Linked DNA regions of Mus musculus: regions 1, 2, 4 and 5 are each linked to region 3. The links are chromatin contacts, called in public ChIA-PET, HiChIP or PLAC-seq and promoter capture Hi-C maps. All regions are on one chromosome and are shown on one strand. The core of a region is the stretch at or near the end of the contact, and the rest is flanking DNA. Distances in the headings are between cores, read along the strand shown.

Region 1 (3,875 bases), core at 547-3,046, 780 kb before region 3:
GGAGTGGAATGCATGCAAGCCTGGCTTTTTTTTTTTTTTTTTTTTTTTAGGGTAAGGAAACCTGAGAAGTTTCAAGGGTTACCCCAGACCCGTCCCACCTGCTTTGGCTTCCTCCGCAGAGTGCCACTGTTTACGGAGATCCCTCCCTGAACTCTTGCCCTCCTGGACTTGCCCTAGCTCAGGCCCCAGGCCTGTGGCCAGGCAGACACCCTGACAAGTTACAAATGAGAGTGGGTGTTGGATTCTTGTCTTCAGAGTCTGGAGGAGGAGACATCAATGAGCTCTACTACCCAAGAGCATCTCTTCTAATTCCAAACTGCCTGCTGCATTTCAGAGAGTGAGCAAGGCTCTTCCTGTTTTCCCTCCCTTGATCTTAACCCAAGAGAAAGGAAGAAAGAAAGAAAGAGAGAGAGAGAGAGAGAGAGTGGGAGAGAGAGAGAGAGAGAGAGAGAGAGAGAGAGAAAGGAAGGAAGAGAGAGAGAGAGAGAGATCCATTTCTAAGCCTTAGTTTAGAAGCTCTACACCAATTCTCCCATTCTCTGAGCAAACTAAACTCCCTTTATCTATTCTAGAACATGCATGGAAATTTTGGATAGTCTTTGAGACTTAACTAGCCTTGGATTTATGTATTTGAGGCTTGGAACTTAAAAAAAGAAACTTTTAGGGAAACTAAAGATAATGGAGGGGTGTCAGGGAGGAGACCAGAGAAGTGCAGAGGATCTTTACTAGTTTTGAACACTTTTGAAAAGAGAATAAAAATTCGCTTCCTTCTCACCCATCTGTAAATATCACCTGGCTCTCTTCATTGCTGCTCTCTGGAGAGATATAGGGAGTTATTTAAGTCTGAGTGAGTGAGCCAGCTACAGCTACGGATGGCTAGAGAAAGGATAAATACATCTAGAGAGATGAGTTGATGGATAGGTAGGGAGCGAATATAAATATGGAGAGAGATGGACGAACACAGAGATGAATGGAGACAGAGGGAATATAAAGAGAGGCTGAGGGAGAGAAATGGCCTCGCGAATGAGGAGAGAGCGTTTATGCAGAGAGATGGAGAGAGGCGTCCCTCATCTTCCCTCCACCTTTCCATTTCCCTTCTCCTGTTCCCTTGAAATGCCATCGTTTTCCCTCCTCTTGATTTGTCATGAATTCTTCTGGATTTTAGACCCCTGGCTCACACCCTGAGGTGTTTTTACAGTCTCCCTCTCCCTTCCTAGTCATCCTTTTGTCCCAAGATAACAGACCTAACCAGGCTGTCCTAGAACACCATCCCAAGACAAACTGGGAGAAAGAAACATGGAATGGGGGTTCTGGGATAAGTAAGGAGTCTGGCTCTCCAGTCTCTAGCCCTACAGCCTTGGGGTGGGGGTAGGCTTCTTTGAGGGGAGAAGAGAGTGAGGGGCAGCTGGGTTGAATTTGGCCAAATCTAATAATCCAAGAACCTATTGAAGGCCTTGGGGGGTTGGGAGGGGAGTAAAAGTCTTGAATATTCTTCCAACTTCTCCCCCCCCTCCCTCTGGTCCCTTCTTTCCAAAAAGTCTTTGAAGAAAGATGTTTTTGACGCTTCCATGTCGCTCTCAGATGGATGGGCTCAGAGTGATTGAAGTGTCTTTGTCATGCTAATGATTGGGGGGTGATGGATGGGCGCTGGGACTGCCAAACTCTGGCCCGCTTAGCCCATTGGCCTGGGAGAGATCACATGTGCCCCCCCACCCCCACTCCCTAGCCCCTTCCTAGGGGATCGCTGGCGGGGCCAAGCTGGCCCGGGCCATGGGCTCAAGCTTCAGCTCTGTGACATACTGCCGAAAGGTTGTAGGGCAAGAGGGTGTCTCCCCCAAACGGCCCGACCCTCCTTCGGCCTCTACATGGACTATAATAGGATGAGTTCCTTTTTAGAGTACCCACTTTGTAACCGGGGACCCAGCGCCTACAGCGCCCCAACCTCTTTTCCCCCCTGCTCAGCTCCGGCCGTTGACAGCTACGCAGGGGAGAGCCGCTATGGTGGAGGGCTGCCTAGCTCAGCGCTCCAACAAAACTCGGGGTATCCTGTCCAGCAGCCGCCGTCATCCCTGGGGGTGTCCTTTCCCAGCCCCGCTCCCTCGGGGTACGCCCCAGCCGCCTGCAACCCCAGCTATGGGCCTTCTCAGTATTATTCTGTGGGTCAGTCGGAAGGAGATGGAAGCTATTTTCATCCGTCGAGCTACGGAGCCCAGCTAGGGGGGTTGCCCGACAGCTATGGAGCGGGTGGAGTCGGCTCAGGGCCATATCCTCCGCCGCAGCCCCCATACGGAACTGAGCAGACCGCAACCTTTGCATCAGCCTACGACCTCCTCTCTGAGGACAAGGAATCGCCTTGCTCGTCAGAACCCAGCACTCTCACTCCCCGGACCTTCGACTGGATGAAGGTCAAGAGAAACCCACCTAAGACAGGTAGGGCTCAGAGGAGCCACTTCCTCTCCTTGGCTCGGGCATACACAGAGGGGCCTGAGCCAGGGCTTCATTCATTCCTTCAGCTGCTTTTACTGGCAGGTAAGTACTTTCCGGGTTCAAGTCAGCAGATATTTTCCCACGGGCTAAGTTCGGGGCTACCTCCTCCCGAAGGAGGTCTCCGCAGTCTTGTCTGTGCGCCCAGTTTGGAACCAGTATTTCACGTTTCTTGTCTGAAGGTGAGTATGGGCGGAAGGCTGGTTCTAGATTTTGTAATTACTAATGGAGGGGGTGTGTGATGCCACATAGGATCTGCATTGGGTAGATGATGAATGAGGACCAAGCCTGAACTAGGAGGAGTGGACGGGAGGGAGAAAGAGGTGAGAGAACTGACGTGGCTTTTCTCCCTGCCCCGCCCCTAGCGAAGGTGTCCGAGCTGGGACTGGGCGCTCCCGGCGGTCTCCGCACAAACTTCACCACGCGCCAGCTGACGGAGCTGGAGAAGGAATTTCATTTCAACAAATACCTGAGCCGTGCCCGGAGGGTGGAGATCGCCGCCACCCTGGAGCTCAATGAAACGCAGGTGAAGATCTGGTTCCAGAACCGGCGCATGAAGCAGAAGAAACGCGAGCGAGAGGGGGGCAGGATGCCTGCAGGCCCCCCAGGTTGCCCAAAGGAAGCCGCTGGAGATGCCTCTGACCAGTCCGCGTGCACCTCCCCAGAAGCCTCGCCCAGTTCCATCACCTCTTGAATTGAACTTCCTAAGTAACTGGGCTTCCAACGCTTGACCAGTTCTCTCGAAGACTTTCCCAAACTTCACAGCCTTGGTGACCCTCCTCAAGGCCGAGGCACCAGTTTAGAGCTGCCCAGGAAACTGGGCAGGAGTTGGGAAATGTATTTTTCTCTCTCTCAGATCTAGGGGTGGAGGGATGATTGATGGCTGGGGATCCTACAGGTCTTGGGACCTGGGGAACACTCAACTCATCAGAGGTCGAAGGAAGGCCTTTTGGCTTTGATCTGGAGTCAGCCCATCCTTTCGGGCTTCTCCTTTCCCTTCCAACTCAGTTCAGTGCCTTTGAGCTTAGAGAGTTCTTCTTTCGAATTCTTAGCCCAACTCTTCTTTCTAGGTCTGGGATGTCTAGGCTGGGAGTCCTTGGGGTTTTTCTGGGGGAGGATGCGTTTGAGTGTGAGCCCAATCGCCACCAACCCTTAATCTTAATCCAGCCAACTCACCGCAGACCTTACAATAGCAGACCTTACAATAGCACCGACTGCCTTGTGACATACCAAAAAAAAAAAAAAACAAAAAAAACAAAAAAAAACAAAACAAAACAAAAAAAAACAAAAAAAACCCCACAAAAACAAAAACAAAAAAAAAAAACAACCTTACTCCCAAGTAATCCCACAACCCTTTTCCTGGCACATGTCTTTTGCACTAATGCAGCCCT
Region 2 (4,480 bases), core at 1,371-3,870, 550 kb after region 3:
GGAAACCAGAACGAGCCAGAGTATAGCATGTAGACATGAATTTCTAGCATTGGTTCCCCTCCCGGCATCATAGACCCAGCTCTGCAAGCAAATCTCATGTGTTCATGTACGAGTCAGAGGGGTTCTGCACCAGGACACAAAATCTCTTATCTTTTCTTTCTTTCTTTTTTTTTATTATTTATTTATTCTATGTAAGTACACTGTAGCTGTCTTCAGACACTCTAGAAGAGCGAGTCAGATCTCCTTATAGATGGTTGTGAGCCACCATGTGGTTGCTGGGATTTGAACTCAGGACCTTCGGAAGAGCAGTCGGGTGCTCTTACCCGTTGAGCCATCTCACCAGCCCCTCTTATCTTTTCCTAACCTTTGGCAGTGGTACAGCCCTTAGCATGGAAAAAAGATAGAAGCCTCGACCTACCACTCAGTTCCTGAAAACAGAAATAAATAAATAAATGAATAAATAAAACAGTAATAAAGAATTTACAGACAGCAGCTCAGTAAGATGCTCACATCCGGAGCCAGACACACCCCCTTCATCTCTTACATCCCCAGCACCCAGAGCCAGATAAGCCTGGTCATGCACACAGGCCAGACAGACACTTGGCCAGACACACACCACCACATACACAGCAAGGCTGGAGCCAGGCTCCTACTCCACAGATGCAGAAGTCATTTCCACCCACCCCATCACATCCCTGCCTGAAACTGGAGCCACAGACATTAACCTTCTGCGAACCTCTAGTCCTCTCAGGGCAAATTATAATTTAAGTCTTCCAGCAACAAAGACAGGTCAGCGCCCCACCACCACTCCGCTATAGGGTCCGGGGTGGGGGTAGGGGGGCGCTACAGTAGGCATCTGACCTGTATAACATGTAACCTCTTCCACTTCAGCCTCTCTCCATTCCCATGGCAACAGCTCCATCAACCACTCAGGGAGTTCCTTTCCCCCTCCCCTGCTCACCTCCCAAGCCTTCAACTTGAACAGGATCAGGCGACGCGACAGCCGGACTGGATCCTGGAGGCTGTTTCCTGCCTTATTCCAAACACAGTTCTAAGTGTGCAAGCCCCAACCTCAAACCAGGGGAACCCCTGGGAAAACCTCTCCACCAAAATGCTACAACAGAGCTGGCTTTATGCTCCTCCGATTACAGTAATAACACCTTGGAGCAGGGATGTGTGTATGTTGGGGGTGGGGGTGGGGTTGTCATGAGTTTCGGGAACAGCACAACTGCAAGAAGTCCAGAGAGGGAGGCCCAAGACTGTGAGAGCCAGCTAAGAGAAGCCCCTCCCTCAGCGAGAGGAAGACCAAAAGAGACTGAGGCAACATGGGGGATGGCGGGAGCTCGGCCGGGGGCTACGAGAGACAAAGACGCAGGGACAGCTCTAGGTAACACCTGTACATACTTAAACATATTTAAATTTACACATACACACACCCTTCTCGATCAAGCAACCACAGCAATTTTGGATAGACCCGGGAAGTGAGGGATGGAAGAGTAGGGGGCTTGCCTAGACGCCCCTGGGAGTCAGGAAGGGCGCGGGGCGTCTGCAGGCTCAGGGTTCCCCGGGTTTCAGAGCTAGCAGCGGCAGAGCTCAAGGAGAAAAGAGTAGCCGCTTCCCTTTTCGCCTCCTGTGGCAGAAGGGCCAGCTCATCAGACCCCTTGGCCACTCATGAAAAGACAGAGCATGCTAAATCTCTCCTCACTCCCGTTCTTTCCCCTCCACCCTTGCTTCCCCGCGAAGCCTAGGTCAAAGGATCAGGCACCCCCAGTGACCGAGTGGCCACTCCTTCCCTCCCTAGAGCCAAAGTTTGGTGGGGCCCCGGGAGGGAGGTAGGGAAAAGCTCAGCCGAGGTGGTTCAGGGAGGGGGCGGGGCGCCTCGCACCGGGACGAAAGGGACCTCTGGGGGAGGTGCCCAAGATCCCGACCCCAGGAGTTAGGGCGCCCTCCCTCGGCCACCAGAAAGCCAAGTCCCCTTCCTCCGGGCCTCAAGTCCTCGCGCGTCTACCACGCTCACTGCCCACTCGGGAGGCGACCCTTGCCCGACTCGAAGGGGCCGAGCCACAGTCTGCTCCAGCTTGTGGAGATCCTCGGGTCGGGGGCGGAGGGGGGGGCGAGACCCACCCTAGCGTATGTCCCCAAAGCCCTCGTGGCCGCCCGGACCCTCCCCCTCGATACCTCGCAAGCAGGGTCTTAGCAGGGGGCTGCTGCACAAAGAGGAGGTGGTCGAGGGAGACTCCAAATCGTTAAGAGGGGGAATCCACTTCGGCCATCTTGGAAGGGAGGAAAGGAAAAAAAAAGAGAGAGAGACCGGGAACGAGAGAAAGAAAGGCGGACCGGGCGAGCTTGGACAGCGGCTGGCGGGGCGGGAAGGGACGCGGGCGGCAGGCCAGGCCGGGGCTCCCGGCTCCCATTGGGGTCTGCGGGGAAAGGTGAACGGGTCCCGGTCGCCAGCCCTAGACGCTTACGAGGTAGCAAGGAGGCAAGCGCGAGTCGGCGTCCGCTTACCTGGCTTCGGGGTCCGGTGGGTCTCGGGGAGGGGGGGATGGGAGGGAGGGAGGGAAGGGAGGGGAGGGGGACCACAGCCCTGTCGCTCGCTCGGTCGGCGGGAGGGGAGAAACCTATGATAAGAAAGGAGTTTGTAAGAGCAGCTTGGGGAGGGGAGGGGACCAGAGGGGAGGGGAGGGGCCGTGGGGGGGGGCAAAATGGCTTTTTTCCTCCAGACAAGAGTAGGTCCCGCCCACTACTCACCCACGTGACCTCATTCCTTCAGGATGTTTGCAGAGAGGGAAAGAGGAGGGGGAGAGGCTAGCTCAGCTGCTCCCCACCGCCTTGCGCTGGGCTTCCCCCAAACCAAGAGGAGACCACCTCTTATCCAAGCAGATCCCTTGAACCCGGAGGAAAGGTCCTATTGTGTTACCTTCAGTCATGAAACCACCACCTCCTCCTAAAATAAGTGTGTTCTCCCCACTTCCACCGACTCTGCGATCCCTACCCTAGCTGGGGAGCTTGGAAAATGGTGAGATGCAGACTGGGCGGAAATGTGTCTCGCGGCACCCGGTGCGTCGCCGCTACCAAAGGGCGCTTGGGCGGGGGACGCGGCGCCGCTGGCCACGCGTCCGAGTGAGGTTCGCTCACTCCAGCTGAATCCCTTGGGATTCCTAAGTGCGTGTGTGATCCCCCCCCGAGCGTGACCTCACCGCCTCCCCACACCGATTCGGGGTCCTCGCACCTCGCGGGAAACGCACGGTGGCCTCGGGGCTTGGCTGTGGCCGAGGCTGGCGCGCTCAGCGTGCTCGGGCGGAGAAGAATGGAACGCAGTCCGGGGCGGGGAGAGCAGCCCGAGACACGAACTCGGGCGCCGAGCCAGAGACACAATAACTAGCCGAATTCGAGAGGCCCCGACGCAATAGGAAGCGAGGAGTCGAGAGAGGACGCGCGCCTTTTCGCCGCCGGTGCGCCTCCCTCGCGGCCGCGGAGGGGCCGGCGAGCGCGAAGGTGGCTGGTGCCAGCCCACTCCGACTGTCGCCCTCGGCTCCACCCAGCGCTCGCTCTCCGGTCCCCAGCGGCTCCGGGCCCCGGGCAGAGTAGGAAGGAGAGCTAGAAGAGACGGCGCCAAGGAAGCGAATCGATTCTGCGTTACCACAAGAACCGTGGACCTCAATAGGTCGCTCGATTTCGCTGATTCGTTACTTATGATTTATTGGGGGGTGGCCACTGTGACTGTCCCTCCAAAGAGCTCGATTATCCGGCCTGAAAAGCCTTTAAGCGCCTGGTGGGTTGGCTCGAGTAAGGAACGAATCTTTGTCGAGCCTGCCTCCTCTCCTTGTTCCAAGCCTAAAGCAGTCCCGAAGTGAGTGCTTTTATACACTGGACCGCTTATCAGGAGCCCTGTGAAGTCTGTCCGCCCAGTGACCCCACCAGCCTCAGCTCTCAGCCTGCAGAGCCGAATGACGGTGTAAAGGAAAGGCAAGAGATTTCCGCTTAGATCGGGTGGTCCAAGTGGGAGCGGAAGAGGCCCCGGGAGGATCGGTCACTTGCTTCCCAATCCCTACATCGGGTACCACGAGCTCACAGGCTACTGTGGAAAGGGGTCTCGAGTTAGACACGCCCACTGTCATCACGGCCCATGTGTCCCAGCATCTTGAACTCTGCTAGAGCAAACACAATTGCTCAACGTGAAGGGTACTGCCTGGCTACCTTTTGTTTATTGGGGTGGGTATCCATTTGCTCCTCAATTATTAAGGTCCAGTTCCAAGGAAACCGCTGGAGAGTAGGGACACACTGAAGACCCACCACCCACTAAGACTCCAATAAATCATCTATGCTGGGATATTGCTAATCCCTGTGGTTCATCGGGAGAGCCGCTGACTTAACTGTCCCAACATCGAAAGTTCTCTGTGCCAACGGCAAGTACTGTTTTAGGCACAGTAGGTAAGCTGGGCTTTGACACCGAGCAGGGCCAGCGAGGGCAATAAGC
Region 3 (4,201 bases), core at 128-2,627:
CCCGAGCTGCTCCTCCTGCTCCTTACTCTTCTGCAACTGGGTAGGCCCGGAGAGGTGTGCCAGGGTCAGGACCAGCCTTGACAGGGAGCAGAGGGGGCTCCCAACCTCCCCAACCCTATTCCCAATAGAAACAGGAAGCGCTGAAGCTGATTTAGGGAAGGCGGGGGCAGGGCGGGGTTGAGGGCAAAGTGAGGGAAGCAGGAGGCTAAGGGAGTGGGGTTGGCTGGGAAGCGAAGCAAGGGCTTACCTCGTGTTGGAATTGGTTGAGTCGTTGCTGCAGACTGACCTTCTCCACCTCCAGCAGGGAGCCATCCTTGAGTTCATACAGAGGGAAGCCATGCTCCTCTCCAAAATCAGTGATCAGCGGATACTGTGGGAGGGTCGTCCTCTGAGAAGCCTGGCTTCCCATCCCAGGACCGCTCTGTCCCCCAACCCCACTGCCAGCTTCACAGGCGCCTCTCCCCGCCCCCTCCAATGGGACCCACCACTCCAAAGCTGGGCTCCTCCTCCACCCCTGAGATTGGCTGCAGGAGCAGAGCTCCTCATCCCCAAGGCAGCCACTTCTTCAGGGACCAGGCAGCCTCCAGTGCTGGCCACCTCTTGGGACCCTCCTGCCCTTGCAGGCAACTACAAGCTCAGCTCGCCATCACATCTAGGTTCTGACCTTGATCTCATAGACTTTGAGGCGACGGCGGAGGGTGGCATTCTCCCTCTCCAGGCCTCCTAGCCTTTCCTTGATGTCTCCGTAGGCTGTGATGAGGGCAAAGTGGGAGGCAGAACACATGTCCCCTCCCAGGGACGGGTCTCCAGGACCATCCAGCCACACCTCACTGGGCCCCAAGGCCTCTTGGGTCAGGATGCTGATGTCATCTTCAAACATGGACTCCATGGTAAGGGCTTCAGCCCACCCTGGGCCTCCTGAGAGTGCAGGAACAGAGTAAAGAGGACCACCTGCTCTTTGTTCCCAACTCTTCCATGCTGGTCTGAGGAACCTGTGGTAGCTGGGGAGCTTCAGCCAAGAGACAGATCTCACAACTAACTCTCTCTCTCTCTTCTCTCTCAAGTTTCTGCCCTATCCCCTGCTGTGACTGCTTATAGAAGGAAATGGAACCAGATAGACGTCATGAGTGGAGTGGGGGACAACTGATAAACAGGACCAAGGATCAGGGGCAGGGAGGAGAGACCTGTGGACAGATGGGAGGGAGGGCTGCTGTCCCAGCATTGGCACAGCCCAGAACCTGCCTAGACTACTCGGCTTGGTCTCCTCCCCAGACCTCCCTTTTCCCCAAGTACCTCGACAGCCGCCAAGATTCCCATCCCAGGCCTCTGTCGCCTGCTCCTAAGGAAGGCTAGTCCCGCTAGGCAGCCTGGCCTCTGTGGCCCCCGCCCAACTTCCTCCCGCAGGATCCCAGAGTTCAGGAAAAGGAAGTGCCTCCCCAAGTGCGCCGGGGCTGTGGCAACCGTCCAGGCGCAGACCTACAGGAAGTCCTTGGCTGAGTGTCAGAGGCAGCAAACTGGGCAAGGGGGCCTAGGAGAACCGAGACCATTAAGGGAGACTCCAGCTTGTCCTATTGTGCCTGCACTCAGGGAAATGGGGAGCCCTGGGAGGGGGGCAGGAATGACTCAGGGCTCCCAAAACGAGTAGGCAGCGAGGGGGTGCGTGTGTACATCTCCGGGCCCTTGTTTATGAATGTGTGGCTGTGGCTGCCATGTGGGGGGGAGTGTGTGTCTGTGAATGAGTGTAGGTGTGCCGCCGTCAATGAGTGCTTTTGCGGGGCGGAGGACCGGGGTCAGCGCGGAGTTCGGGAGTGACCAGAGGTTGTGTATGTGTGTGTGTGTACGTGTGTGTGCGCGCGCGCGCGTGTGAGCACGCGTGCGTGAGCGTGTGGGTAGGGTGGGCACGTTCGGGCCGAGTGTCACGTGAGGCACTATGGGAATGTCCGAGGTGTGTGCGCGCGCTGGAGCGTGTGTGCGCTCCGGCGAGGGGGCTCGGTCCGAAGGCGCGAGTTCCGACAGTGCAGGCCTCGGGTCCCCCATCCCCCAGCCTCGGCTAAGTGCCGGAGCGACAGACGCGTGTGACAGGTCTGAGTAAGGAGCGTGTGCGCGTGTTTGAAGGGCTGGCCCCACCTTTAACCCTCTCTTGCCCACGCCACCCCTCCCCCTACTCTGCCGACCAGAGCTCACTACACACCCCACCCCCATCCCTGCCCACGATCTCCGGCCATCACCCCCACTCTCGAGGACTCCGTGTCCCCACACACCCCGGCCGTGCGACCCGAGCTGCCTTCCTCCGCATCCTGGGGCCGCGCGCCGAGCGCCCGCGCAGGCTACTGGGGAGGGGGCGCCCGTCCCCGCCTGGCCCCTCCGGCGGCCCCTTTAAGAGCGGCTCTTTAAACCCCCTCGGGCTCGGCGGACAGAAACTGTCGCCCCTCCCCTCTGTGGGGCCGAGACCGCGCAGCCCCCTCCCCCACCGCGGCCGGGCTCCGGGCGGGCTACTGAGCGGCAGCCGCCCCGCAGGCCGGAGGCTGCGGGCAGCGGCGCAGGACCCTTCCCCACTCTGCTCCCGGGCGCAGCGCCCGCCCACCCGCGCCCGGGCCCCGGCCTCCCGCGCCCCAAGCCGCCCCGGCCCGCCGCGCCCCTCCCCCTCCCCCAGCCCGGGCCCCGGCCCGCACTCACGGCTGCCGCGGGCTCCTGCTCGCAGTCGCAGCGCACCCCTCCGCCGGCTCCCTCCCCTGACGGGCCCCAGCGCCCCCACCCCCTGGCACCGCGCGCCGCTCCGCGCCCTGCCGCCGCCGCCGGGTCTCTCCCCACCCCCTCCCCTCCCCTCCCGGCCCCCTCCCTCCCGCTCGCCCGCCCCGCTCCTCCTCCGCCGCCGCCGCCGCCGTCTCCTCCGCCTCCTCCTCCCCGGCTGCTCCGGGTCTCTCCAGCTGGACCGGCGCCCGGGACCCCGCGGTTGCCACCACCACGTGGCGAGGGGCGGCGGCCCCCGCGGTGCGGTCCGGCTGAGGCTGGCAGCGCGCCGGGCGCCCACCAGCTCCCCGCCGTGCGGCCTCCCCTCCCCGCCGACCGGCGCAGTGTCTGCGGACCGTGTGCTGGGGCGCCTCGGGGCAGGACTTGGGGTTGCACATTTTGGAAAGAAGTGGAGCTGTTTATTTGGGGGAAATATTTTTATTTTTTTATTGGTCTTCGGAGAAGAAACATCACTAGACTATGTACTCTTTGCTCTCGTAGGAAGGGGCATCGAAGTAATCTATCTATTTGAACACAGAGACATTAGAGTTAAATCTAACTTTGAAAGTGAGCGTGAACTAAGGAGATAAAATGTTCATTTGGGAAGACGGACATCCCTTCCAAGCCCTTTAAAGACACTCCCAGAGGCCAGAAAGATGAAGAAACACCATACCTCGCCCTTTACACAAAGATTTGAGCACCTGCCAAACTGCCAGGCAGAAGATAAGTCTTTTTGCCACGTTCCCACTGTGTGTGACCTTGGGCAAGTTACTTCACCTCTGACTTAGACAGGAGATCGTTCCGGACAGGCCACCCCAAGGGGGAAAGAATAGAGATCAGACGCCAAGGTGCCCTGCAAGTGCCGGGGAGATGTTAATGAGTCATTTTCGTTCCCTGGTGGATTAAGAACCGTGGACAGAGGCAAAGCCAGCCTGACTCTGCTGGGAGATCGCCAGAGCAAAGCTCGAGGGCCCTTGCCTTGTGAGGGAGGGAGATGCAAACTCTGCAGGCCAGGCATAGGCTAGGGAAGGGGCTCTGGTGGGGGTCAGTACTTAGCTAGGAAGATTCCATGGAAGCTGAGTCCACCTTTCTGGCTTCTAGCAGAGTGCTTCTGAAAAGGGAAGGATGAAAGAAAAAGGTCTCTTGTTCCGGGGGAGCTTTGAGAAACAAGGGCAGTTGTCATCTTCTCCACTGTGGAGAAACATGCTAGGCTGGGTAAGCTGTTCCTCCCAGGATGACCGGCCCCAGTCTTGGACACTCATCAAAGGAGGGGGTTCTCACTGGCTTGGACTCCTGCTGGCCTGCTCCCTTTTATAGTCCAGAACACAGAGGCCGGTCAGCTATTTGCTAGCCAAGCAGGCACGAACTTTCTTAGACCGTATAGGATGACCCATCTATCCTGTAGATATGAAGGCAAGCTGATTGGAACACAGGTCGTCCCGCTCAGTAGACCCAAGGACAAGGTAGGTGT
Region 4 (4,448 bases), core at 1,516-4,015, 510 kb after region 3:
TCCTCACTTAAGGGAGGGACCTGCGGAGCCCAACCAAGAGTTGAAAGCTGTACGGCCAGAATATGCGTGACACCTCAAATCAGTGATAAGTCATGCTACGGAGAGCACTATAAACTTCAACCACTTGTTGGTTGAGACCCGCTCCTTGTTTTCTGGGCATATGCGCGAAGTGGATGCTCAAGAAAAGATTGGAAGCAGGCGAATGAGCCTGACAGCTCAGCCACCGGTACCCACTGCTAATCCAGCCTGGTCTCCAGAGGGTTCCCCAGGATTAGAGGGAGAGCCCTTGCAATAGAACGTTGGAGAAGAGGCGGCAGCTCACTTCTTCACAAGCTGGAGACACTGTAGCAGAGCCTTAGAAGAAGGCAAGACTTTGTTTAAATCTTGCCTCTGTAGCTTTCAAGCTGTGTGCCTTTGAGCAAGTCATCTACCCCATGGCAACCCCAATCACTCCAGCCAGAAAATGGAGGACGTTTCCACCCTTTTTAAATGACCTTAAGGGAGAGTTAGGTCAAATTCACCGAATTAAACCAATTTAGTGAAACGTGCACCAGCCGTCCGTCCCAAAAGCTTTGGGTACATGTTGGACACGGGCTTGACTTAAAACAGGCTTTCTGTTCCGAAGCCACCAATTCTTGGGCACAGGGACCAAGGGGTTGTGACCCTCGTCCAAGGGAACCCCAAACTGGCCACTTTGACAATAAGGGTTTCAGATGCAAATACTCCCCAACATTGTGAAACTGCCACAGAGTTAGTTAGGACAGACATTTCCACGGCTTTCTTGTAGTTTTACTCTTGGTGGTAAAAGTCATTCGTTAGAAACTCCCAAGTAAGGTTCCTCTTCTGAGTATTAACTTTTCGTATGAGCACACTTCACAGAATAAAAAATCGTCATAGCCGAGATCCCGGCCTTCGACCTGTCCTGATTCAGAAGTCGTAAAACAGACTACCGCAAGTTTACTTTTCTAGACACAGTGTCTTCGTTCCCTCAGCCTCCGTGATTCCCAGGGTCCAAACTGAGCAGATTTGAGGGCTCCAGCCCAGAACTCAGCTTCACAGACCTCCCCAAACTCCCGCCTCGCCAGGATTAAGGGAGTAAATCCCTGACGCCACAGACCAGGTCAAGGACAAGTTCTCCCCCTCCTTGCTTCCCCCCTCCTGGGCGGGGACTCATCTCCCCCCCCTTCCGGGATGAAAGGTACTAAAGAAACGCGGAGGCTCTGGCCCCTTGATGTTCCGGTTGAACAGGTGCTAGTGAAAAGGAGGCGGGCCCGGCGGAAGAGTCGGCCAGGGGGGCAGTGCGCCGAAGGGGGAGCGGCCCCCTCCACCCTCAATCCCCCAGCCCGCCATCTCCTCTCCGAGCCCTCTGCCCCTCCCCCCCAGGAAGCGTTCCCGGCCTAGAGGTCTTTGAAGTGTGGATGAAGCCCCCAGGGCTGCCTTCTCCCCTCTGCCACCCAACCTCCCGCTGAGGGGGTATTTGACCTTTGGTCCCTGTGGGGGCGCCGTCTTTCCCCTTGCAAAGAAAAAAGGGGAATCAGATCTCGTCTTTGGGCTTATACCAGTCTGGGGGAAGTCTTGGGTCGCTTTCCATCAAACCCTAGACCCAATTTCGGGGACTTTAATCCTTCGTGGTGCGTTTTTGTACGCTACTGTGATTCTATACCTGCCCAGAAGTCAAGGCGTGATTCTGTTGGCAAGCACTTCCGAGGCAGCTTTACTCACTTTAAAACGCAAGGCACGCCCTGAGGCTAGGGGTGGAGTTACGACTTAGAACAGAGATCTTGAATTAAGGTGGGGTACCTCATTGTACCCCTAAGGTGCCTAGAGACCTTGACATTGAAGACTTCAAAGGGAAGTTCCTGGAGGGCAGGAATACCTCTACTCTGGCGCGCAGCCGACTCTAGCATTCAACAAATTTTTGTGCGGGGCGTGGTGGTGCACGCCTTTACTCTAGCACTTTGGTGGCAGAGGCAGAATTGGGAGTTCAAGGTCATCCTTCACTAAGTGGTGAGTTCGAGGCTAACCGGAGCTACTGGTGATCCTGTCTCAAACTAACAAAAAAGATTTGTAAAGTAAGTAAAAGTTTACACGTGGCATTGTCTACCCTCCAGAGTGACCTCCAGGGACAGCACCCATGAGCTGCCATCCAGAGACACCATTCCCATTCCAAGAACAAGCACGGGTAAATGGTTTAACATCGCTCCAGTTCTTTTTAAGAGCCCTGGTTTTTTTCATCTTCCCTAGATTTCCCTAGGGTTGAAGAACACCCAGAGAAGGGGGATGGGAGACCGGAGACCCAAAGTGTGACACGGAGGGGAGGACTCGGGAACTACCCACCTAGAGTCATAAAGGGAAAAAGAAAAGACGGGGAAAGCTGCACTGAGCGCACGAGCGAAAAGCTCCCTACCAAGCCAGGCTTTGTTCCCTGAACCTAAGACTTTACCCGGCGGCGGGCGGGCCGGGAGCGAGCGAGCGAGCGGAGGCGCGCGGCCATGGCTGCCGCGGCCGGGCAGGGGGGCCGGGGGGGCGGCGCGTGAGCGGGCGGCGCGGGGCGGGCGGGCGCCCGCGATGTGCCACTCGGCGCCTCCCCCGCCGGGCCCTGCTTGCACCGCGGCCGGGCGGCTCTGGTAGCCGGCGAGCGGCGCGGAAGGGGAGCGCGGCGCGCGAGTCTCATTGTTGGGGGGGGGGGGCCCGTCGGGGCATGAGGGCGAGAGCACGGCGGGGGGGGCGGCCAGACAGAGCGAGCGAGGAGGAGGAGGAGGACGCCGAGGAGGAGGAAGGAGGAGGCAAAGAAAAGAAGCGGCGGCGGCGGCGGCGGAGGAGGGGGCGAGGAGGCGCGCGGCCCCCGCTCCCTCCCTCCCCCCCTGACCCCCGACCCCCGCCGGCCGGCCCCCAGCCCCAGCCCCGGAGGGAGCTCATGGGAGTATGAAGGAGATGGTAGGAGGCTGCTGCGTATGTTCGGACGAGAGGGGCTGGGCCGAAAACCCGCTGGTCTACTGCGATGGGCACGCGTGCAGCGTGGCCGTCCACCAAGGTAAGGGGAGGGGGGAGACGGCCGGCGGGGGGGGGGGAGCTGCGGGACCCCGGGGCGGCGCGCGCACGGGGTGCCCTCGGCCGCGCCCTCCGGAGCCCTCCTGGGGCGCCTGCCCCTCCCCCACCCACCTGAAGCGAAAGGCGGCGTGGGCTCCCCCCCATCCCCAGCCTGGTCCTCCAGGACCGGGTCAGGCATTGTTTTCTTGCCTATTGTTCAGTCCCGCGCCCCCCACCCCAAGTTGAAGGAGTTTTGGGGAGAGTCCAGGGCGCAAGGAGTGAACTCCCTGAGCCCCGCACCGCCGGTGTCAGGGCTGTCCCGGGAATGTTTACCTGCGAGGTAACCCCCCCTCCCGCCCGGTTTATTTTGGTTCCCGCTCCGGGAGGAAGAGGTCAAGGGGGGGTCATCCCCCTTCGCTTCCGGATACTGGGAGGAGCGGAATTGGGAAGGGAGGAGAAGGGTCCCACGGGAGAAGGGATCCTGAAACCCTCCGGGGAAGAGCTGAGGCTGGGAGAGCGGTTTTACAGGGGGCCGGAATGGAGGAGAGAGAGGTTTGGAGTTTCCCCCTGCCGCCGCACATGGTTCGGGAGTTAACTCCTTAAGGAATCTTGCCGAGGGCGCAGGCTGGCATCTCCGCCTGTCTGGCACAGGCAACCACCACCACCCCCCTTCCCAAGACAACCCTTAATGCTGTGGCTGCGGGCCTTTCCCGCCACTCTCCTCTGGGTACCTGCCCCGCACCTGCCCTCTGTTTTCACTTTTGACCTGTACGTGTGACAGAGGCAGAAGATGAGGTCCTTGAACCCCCGACTTCCTTGGCTTATCCCTTACTGGCCCTTTAAGAAGCACCCCCCCTCCCCTCATAACAACAAAACGTGTTACAATCATGACTATTTCTTGTTCTGGTGCCTAGGGGACTGGTCAGGGCAGAGGCGGCGGGGGGGGGGGGGGGGGAGGGGGAGGAATTCAGGTCCAGAAAAAAGGGAGAGGGGTGGGATGAGAATGGAGGATCTTTGGAAGTTTAAGGTCAAGGACTCTGTCAGACTTTTTGCCCCTGTTTGAAATGCTTGGTTGTGTGATTGAAGGCTGGCTCTATGCGGTTGGACATTTCTTGTAGTCCTGTTCCATTGAGTGATCCCGGGTCTGGGGAGCAGCCCCACCTACTGGGCTGGCTTTAGTAGGCTGGGTCTCTTCCCTGCCTGCCCCCAGTTACTCTGTGGGGGGGGGAACCATTGGCTGATGGCTTTGCTCAGTGAGTCTCCTTCCCCCACCCTTAGCTTGCTATGGCATCGTCCAGGTGCCAACAGGACCCTGGTTCTGCAGGAAATGTGAATCTCAGGAGCGTGCAGCCAGGGTGGTGAGTCCAGCCCCTCTCCCTTTCCTCTCCCCTACACCTGAGCATCTCCTGCAGGTTAAT
Region 5 (4,001 bases), core at 675-3,174, 850 kb after region 3:
GTGCCAGAAGGCTCAGAGAATATGTCAGGTGACTAACAGGCTAACGCTCAGCCACCTCTTTGACCTCCCCGACCTGGCTCCCTCCTTACCTCAGCATTAGAGTAGTAAGTGTCCCAGGTGGAGCGCAGCGCCTCCTGGCCCCCTAGGTCCCACATGAGGAAGTGAGTCTTCCGAAGAACAATTTCTTCCACGTTGCTCCCAATGGTGGAGCAGGTGTGAACAACCTCATTGGTCAGGCTGGGGAGGCAAGAGAAGGGCCTAAGGTCGTTGCCCAGTTCACTCTCAGCTCAGACCCTCTACTCCCAAAGCAGCTGAGTCCAACCCAGAACAACTCAGCTCTGGGTGACCAAGCACTGGGCAAGGCCCACGTCCTGTGGTTGATATGGGGAGAGAAAGGTCTGAGTTTGTCTGAGTGTGGCCTGGTCTGGCAGAGCTCCGGTCCGCCCTGGCTGGGGTTTGAAGTAGGAGACCGAAGTTAACCAAGTGTAAGGGGCAAGGGTGAGAAGATAAGGGTCCTGCCGCCAGGGGGAGCCAAGAGCAGCGAGGCGAGAAACCGCCTGGCATTCCACACCTGCCAGGACTGAAATGTGTTTGGCAGGGTAGATCGCGGGAGGCCGTGGGACCTGAAGTCACCCATTGCTGGCGGGATCCAAATCCAGGCCAGCAGCCACTAAATCAGGAAGGTCATACCAGCGTCTTCCCATCACTTCTTGTCTACAACTACCCACTAACCCAGGGAAGGGCTCTGGTGATTGGTGCAAATGACTATCAGTCTAGTGTGAGGCCCAGCCCACTCTATCCACCCAGTAGTTACTTACAACTGGTAGAGAATGGTGGTCTTCCCTGCATTGTCCAGTCCCACGATAATGACTTTGTGCTCTGGAGGCATCCAGGGGAAGGGCAAGGTCAGAGCCAACCCGGACGACTGCGGGCGTGGGTGTCCCTAGTAGGCTTCTCGTCCTGGCCTCTTCCTCACCCTCTGCTCTTGTCTGGATGAATGGATGCCTTCTCTCCCGGCTCCACACATCCCTTGGCAATCTCCGAGCTAAAGCTCGGTATCTCAGCTTTCTGTGTGCGCCCCCCCCCCCAATTTCCTAGGATGCTCAGAGAAACGCGGTCCGGGGGACCTCTGTCGAAGACTGTACCGTTTCACTTGCCATCGGACCGGACCCCTGCACCCCTCCTGACCCCCTACCCCACCTCCGTCTACATTTCTAGACAGCGATCGTCTAAAGGGTCCGAAGCACACTGGGCTCTAAATCACAATCTCAGGAAATTGACTTTGGGGGCCCTCAGGGTCGCACACAGCTCAGCTGGGTGGTGGGGTCAGAGGCAGAAGGCTCTCCCACCCCTGTGCACTGGGCACACTGAAGCGCGGGGTCAAGGTGGGGGGCGGGGGGCTTGTGGGAGGAGAGCAGGCAGGAGGCCATGGAGAGTATGGGAGTGCACAAATCCAACTCTAGCAGCGCAAGGTTCCCAGTCAGTCTTCACGGACGACTCCAAAATCCCAAGAGCCCCAGAAGACAGCGGAATCAAAGAGGTCACTGGGCTGCCCGGTGCGCCGCTTACCCTGACTCCCAAAGATTCGCATCAGCTTGGCTATCAGCTGTCCCATGGCACTCCCGGAGCTGGGGGCGGGCGGGGCTCAGCAGCCTCCAGGACCAGAGTCTGGCCCCAAATCTTCAAAGCCCTGCCTGGGGGAGGGCCAGACCCGCTGCTCCTATCAAATGTGCGGAACCCCAAGCGTCACCCTCGAGACCTGGGAATCCCACCGGACGCTGGCTCTTTCTCGGTGCTGAGGGTCTGAGTGGCGTCACCACGAAGACTAGGTATTTGTCTAGGGGCAGGAAAGTGCAAGGAAAATCCCAGAGTCCTCTTTACCCTGAGAAAACTGAAGTTGGAACTATCTGCTTTAGTGTTGCGAGTAGAGTGAGCAATGTGCAAAATGTCTGCTCTTCCTCTCCAAAAGCCACCGCTGGGGGGAAACCCTCCAAGGGCGGTCCAGCTTTCTCACATTGAGACACAGCATCCTCATCTACAAAGTTCAGACTGAAGAACCCTGCAACTCAGTTACAAAACAAACAACAAAGAATCTCAAAATGTTTTGCTAATCCAATCTAGTAATTTTTTAAAACTTTTTGTTTGCTTGTTTGTTTTTGTTTTTTGAGACAGGGTTTCTCTGTGTAGCCCTGACAGTCCTAGAACTCTCTGTAGACCAGACTGGACTCCAACATCAGAGATCCACCTGCCTCTGCCTCCTGAGTGCTGGGATTAAAGGTGTGTGCCACCAAGCCCAGCATTTTAAGATTTTGTGTGTGTGTGTGTGTGTGTGTGTGTGTTTTCACGTGCACGCACGCTGAACCACATGCCATATGTTTAAATACATGTATACCTTTGGAAGCCAGACGAGGTACTCAGATCCTAGCTTGGATACTGGAAACCCAACTCAGGTCCTCTTAAAGAGCAGCAAGTGCTTTTAACTGTTGAGCCCTCTCTCTAGCCCCTAATTACATAGTATTGTAATTTTTCCCATTTTGTGTTAGATGGCATTCACAGCTATCCTTAGCTACATGCAATTGCATGCAACCTGCAGGCCACAGTCTGAGGAGATGGTTCAGCAGTTAAGAGCACGTGTTGCTCTTCCAGAGGACCAAGTTCTGTTCCCAGCAGCCACCATAGACAGATAAGGACTCTCTATTAACTCTGGGTCCAGGGAACTTGTTGCTTCTGGCTTCTGCACTCTGTGCAATACCCACATGCAAATGCACACACCAATATATAATTAAAAGTAATAAAAATAAAAAATTTAAATCACCATGATTGCTGGGCATGGTGGCACACACCTTTAATCCCAGCATTTGGGAGACAGAAGCAGGTGGATCTCTGAGTTTGAGGCCAGCCTGGTCTACAGAGTGAGTTCCATGCCCCTTCCCCATTCCAAAGGAAATGAAACAATAAATACCGAGCCTGGGCTACATAGTGAGATTGTCTTTTACAATCTAAACCAGCCAGTCTCTCTCAGCAGAGGGAAAAGTCTTTTTATTTGTTGATTTGTTTGTTATTTTCAGAGGACCTAAATATATAATCTGTCACCCTGGCTGGCTTTAAACTCCTGAACTCCAGCAATCCTCCTGCCTCAAACTTCTGAGTGGCCTTCTGGCCTCACAGGCTCCAGCAGCAGGTAGACCCAACAGTGGGTTTGTGGGTCACGAGGAAAGTAGCAGCCCCAGCAGGAAGAGGGAGAAAAAAAACCAATGTGTTGTTTGTGAATTTCACAACCTGGGAGAAACCCAGAAAAAAATCTAAAGAGAAGTGAAAAAAGGCACGTTGACCTTTGGCTGGAGTCCCAGACTCCGTATTTTCTCTTTGGTCCTGAGAAAATTGGAAATCTTTGATATATTTCTCCAGCACTACAATTCAAGGCAGACTCCAAGAAAGAGGCTGTAGTCATCACATCACACTGGAGCATCCTCCTAGGGCCCCTATGGCTGTCTGCCCTCTGCTAAGGCAGCACCCCCAGCGGGGGGGATTCACCTCTACCTCTACTGCGCTCGGGCCCTCCCTCCTCCTCATGTCTTACCAACCTTTCTTTTTTGTTGTTGTTGTTGTTGTTTGTTTGTTTTTGTTTTTCGAGACAGGGTTTCTCTGTGTAGTCCTGGCTGTCCTGGAACTCACTTTGTAGACCAGGCTGGCCTCGAACTCAGAGTGCACCACCACGGCTGGCCCAACCTTTCTTAAAGACAGTTCAGGGTCCATGACTCCCCACTCCATCAGCTTTGGCTGGCTCTCTGTTGCCCACTGAGTTCAAAGCAACTTCCTTATGTGGCCTTTGAGAGCCTCCATAAACAGCCCCTGCGTGCCTACTTCAGCAGTATTTACATCCACTGGTCCTCACTCAGGCCCCGGTCTTAGCCAGATCTCTCACCAGTGCCCGTGCTTCAATGTCTCCTCTGCTTTGAAAGGGAAACACCTGGCAGCCTTTAACTGGGATGCTTGTGGTA

Evidence for each region. Promoter capture Hi-C pulls out the DNA fragments that hold promoters and counts their contacts. ChIA-PET counts read pairs in DNA pulled down with a chosen protein or histone mark. HiChIP or PLAC-seq counts read pairs in DNA pulled down with a chosen protein or histone mark. Capture Hi-C pulls out chosen DNA fragments and counts their contacts.
Region 1: a contact with region 3 is called in a promoter capture Hi-C map of embryonic stem cells, with 2.4 times the contacts expected there. The contact joins the promoter of Hoxb1 here to the promoter of Tbkbp1 in region 3.
Region 2: a contact with region 3 is called in an H3K4me3 HiChIP or PLAC-seq map of neural tube, with 3 times the contacts expected there. The contact joins the promoter of Pcgf2 here to the promoter of Tbkbp1 in region 3. A contact is called at or near these places in 2 of 484 Hi-C or Micro-C datasets (both in embryonic stem cells) and 4 of 115 datasets of contacts at active chromatin or transcription factors (embryonic forebrain, memory CD8 T cells, neural tube and 1 more).
Region 4: a contact with region 3 is called in an RNA polymerase II ChIA-PET map of effector CD8 T cells, with 8 read pairs. The contact joins the promoter of Mllt6 here to the promoter of Tbkbp1 in region 3. A contact is called at or near these places in 4 of 115 datasets of contacts at active chromatin or transcription factors (bone marrow-derived dendritic cells, effector CD8 T cells, memory CD8 T cells and 1 more) and 1 of 9 other capture datasets (adipose tissue).
Region 5: a promoter capture Hi-C map of pancreatic islet shows a contact between it and region 3. The contact joins the promoter of Arl5c here to the promoter of Tbkbp1 in region 3. A contact is called at or near these places in 2 of 115 datasets of contacts at active chromatin or transcription factors (bone marrow-derived dendritic cells and memory CD8 T cells) and 2 of 9 other capture datasets (liver and pancreatic islet).

What each region holds. Positions count from the first base shown.
Region 1 is chr11:96,363,962-96,367,836 of GRCm38.p6, forward strand. Hoxb1 (homeobox B1) reads left to right here and starts at 1,797. Exons shown (of 2, transcript NM_008266.5): 1 at 1,797-2,430; 2 at 2,850-3,875. The coding sequence starts at 1,866. The coding sequence ends at 3,178.
Region 2 is chr11:97,697,028-97,701,507 of GRCm38.p6, forward strand. It overlaps Pcgf2 (polycomb group ring finger 2), which reads right to left and starts at 2,621. Exons shown (of 10, transcript NM_001163308.1): 1 at 2,509-2,621.
Region 3 is chr11:97,148,698-97,152,898 of GRCm38.p6, forward strand. Tbkbp1 (TBK1 binding protein 1) reads right to left here and starts at 1,378. Exons shown (of 10, transcript NM_001372531.1): 1 at 1,294-1,378; 2 at 665-918; 3 at 248-370; 4 at 1-36. The coding sequence starts at 889.
Region 4 is chr11:97,660,647-97,665,094 of GRCm38.p6, forward strand. It overlaps Mllt6 (myeloid/lymphoid or mixed-lineage leukemia; translocated to, 6), which reads left to right and starts at 2,766. Exons shown (of 20, transcript NM_139311.2): 1 at 2,766-3,034; 2 at 4,309-4,388. The coding sequence starts at 2,926.
Region 5 is chr11:97,994,249-97,998,249 of GRCm38.p6, forward strand. It overlaps Arl5c (ADP-ribosylation factor-like 5C), which reads right to left and starts at 1,925. Exons shown (of 6, transcript NM_207231.1): 1 at 1,570-1,925; 2 at 819-879; 3 at 90-237. The coding sequence starts at 1,615.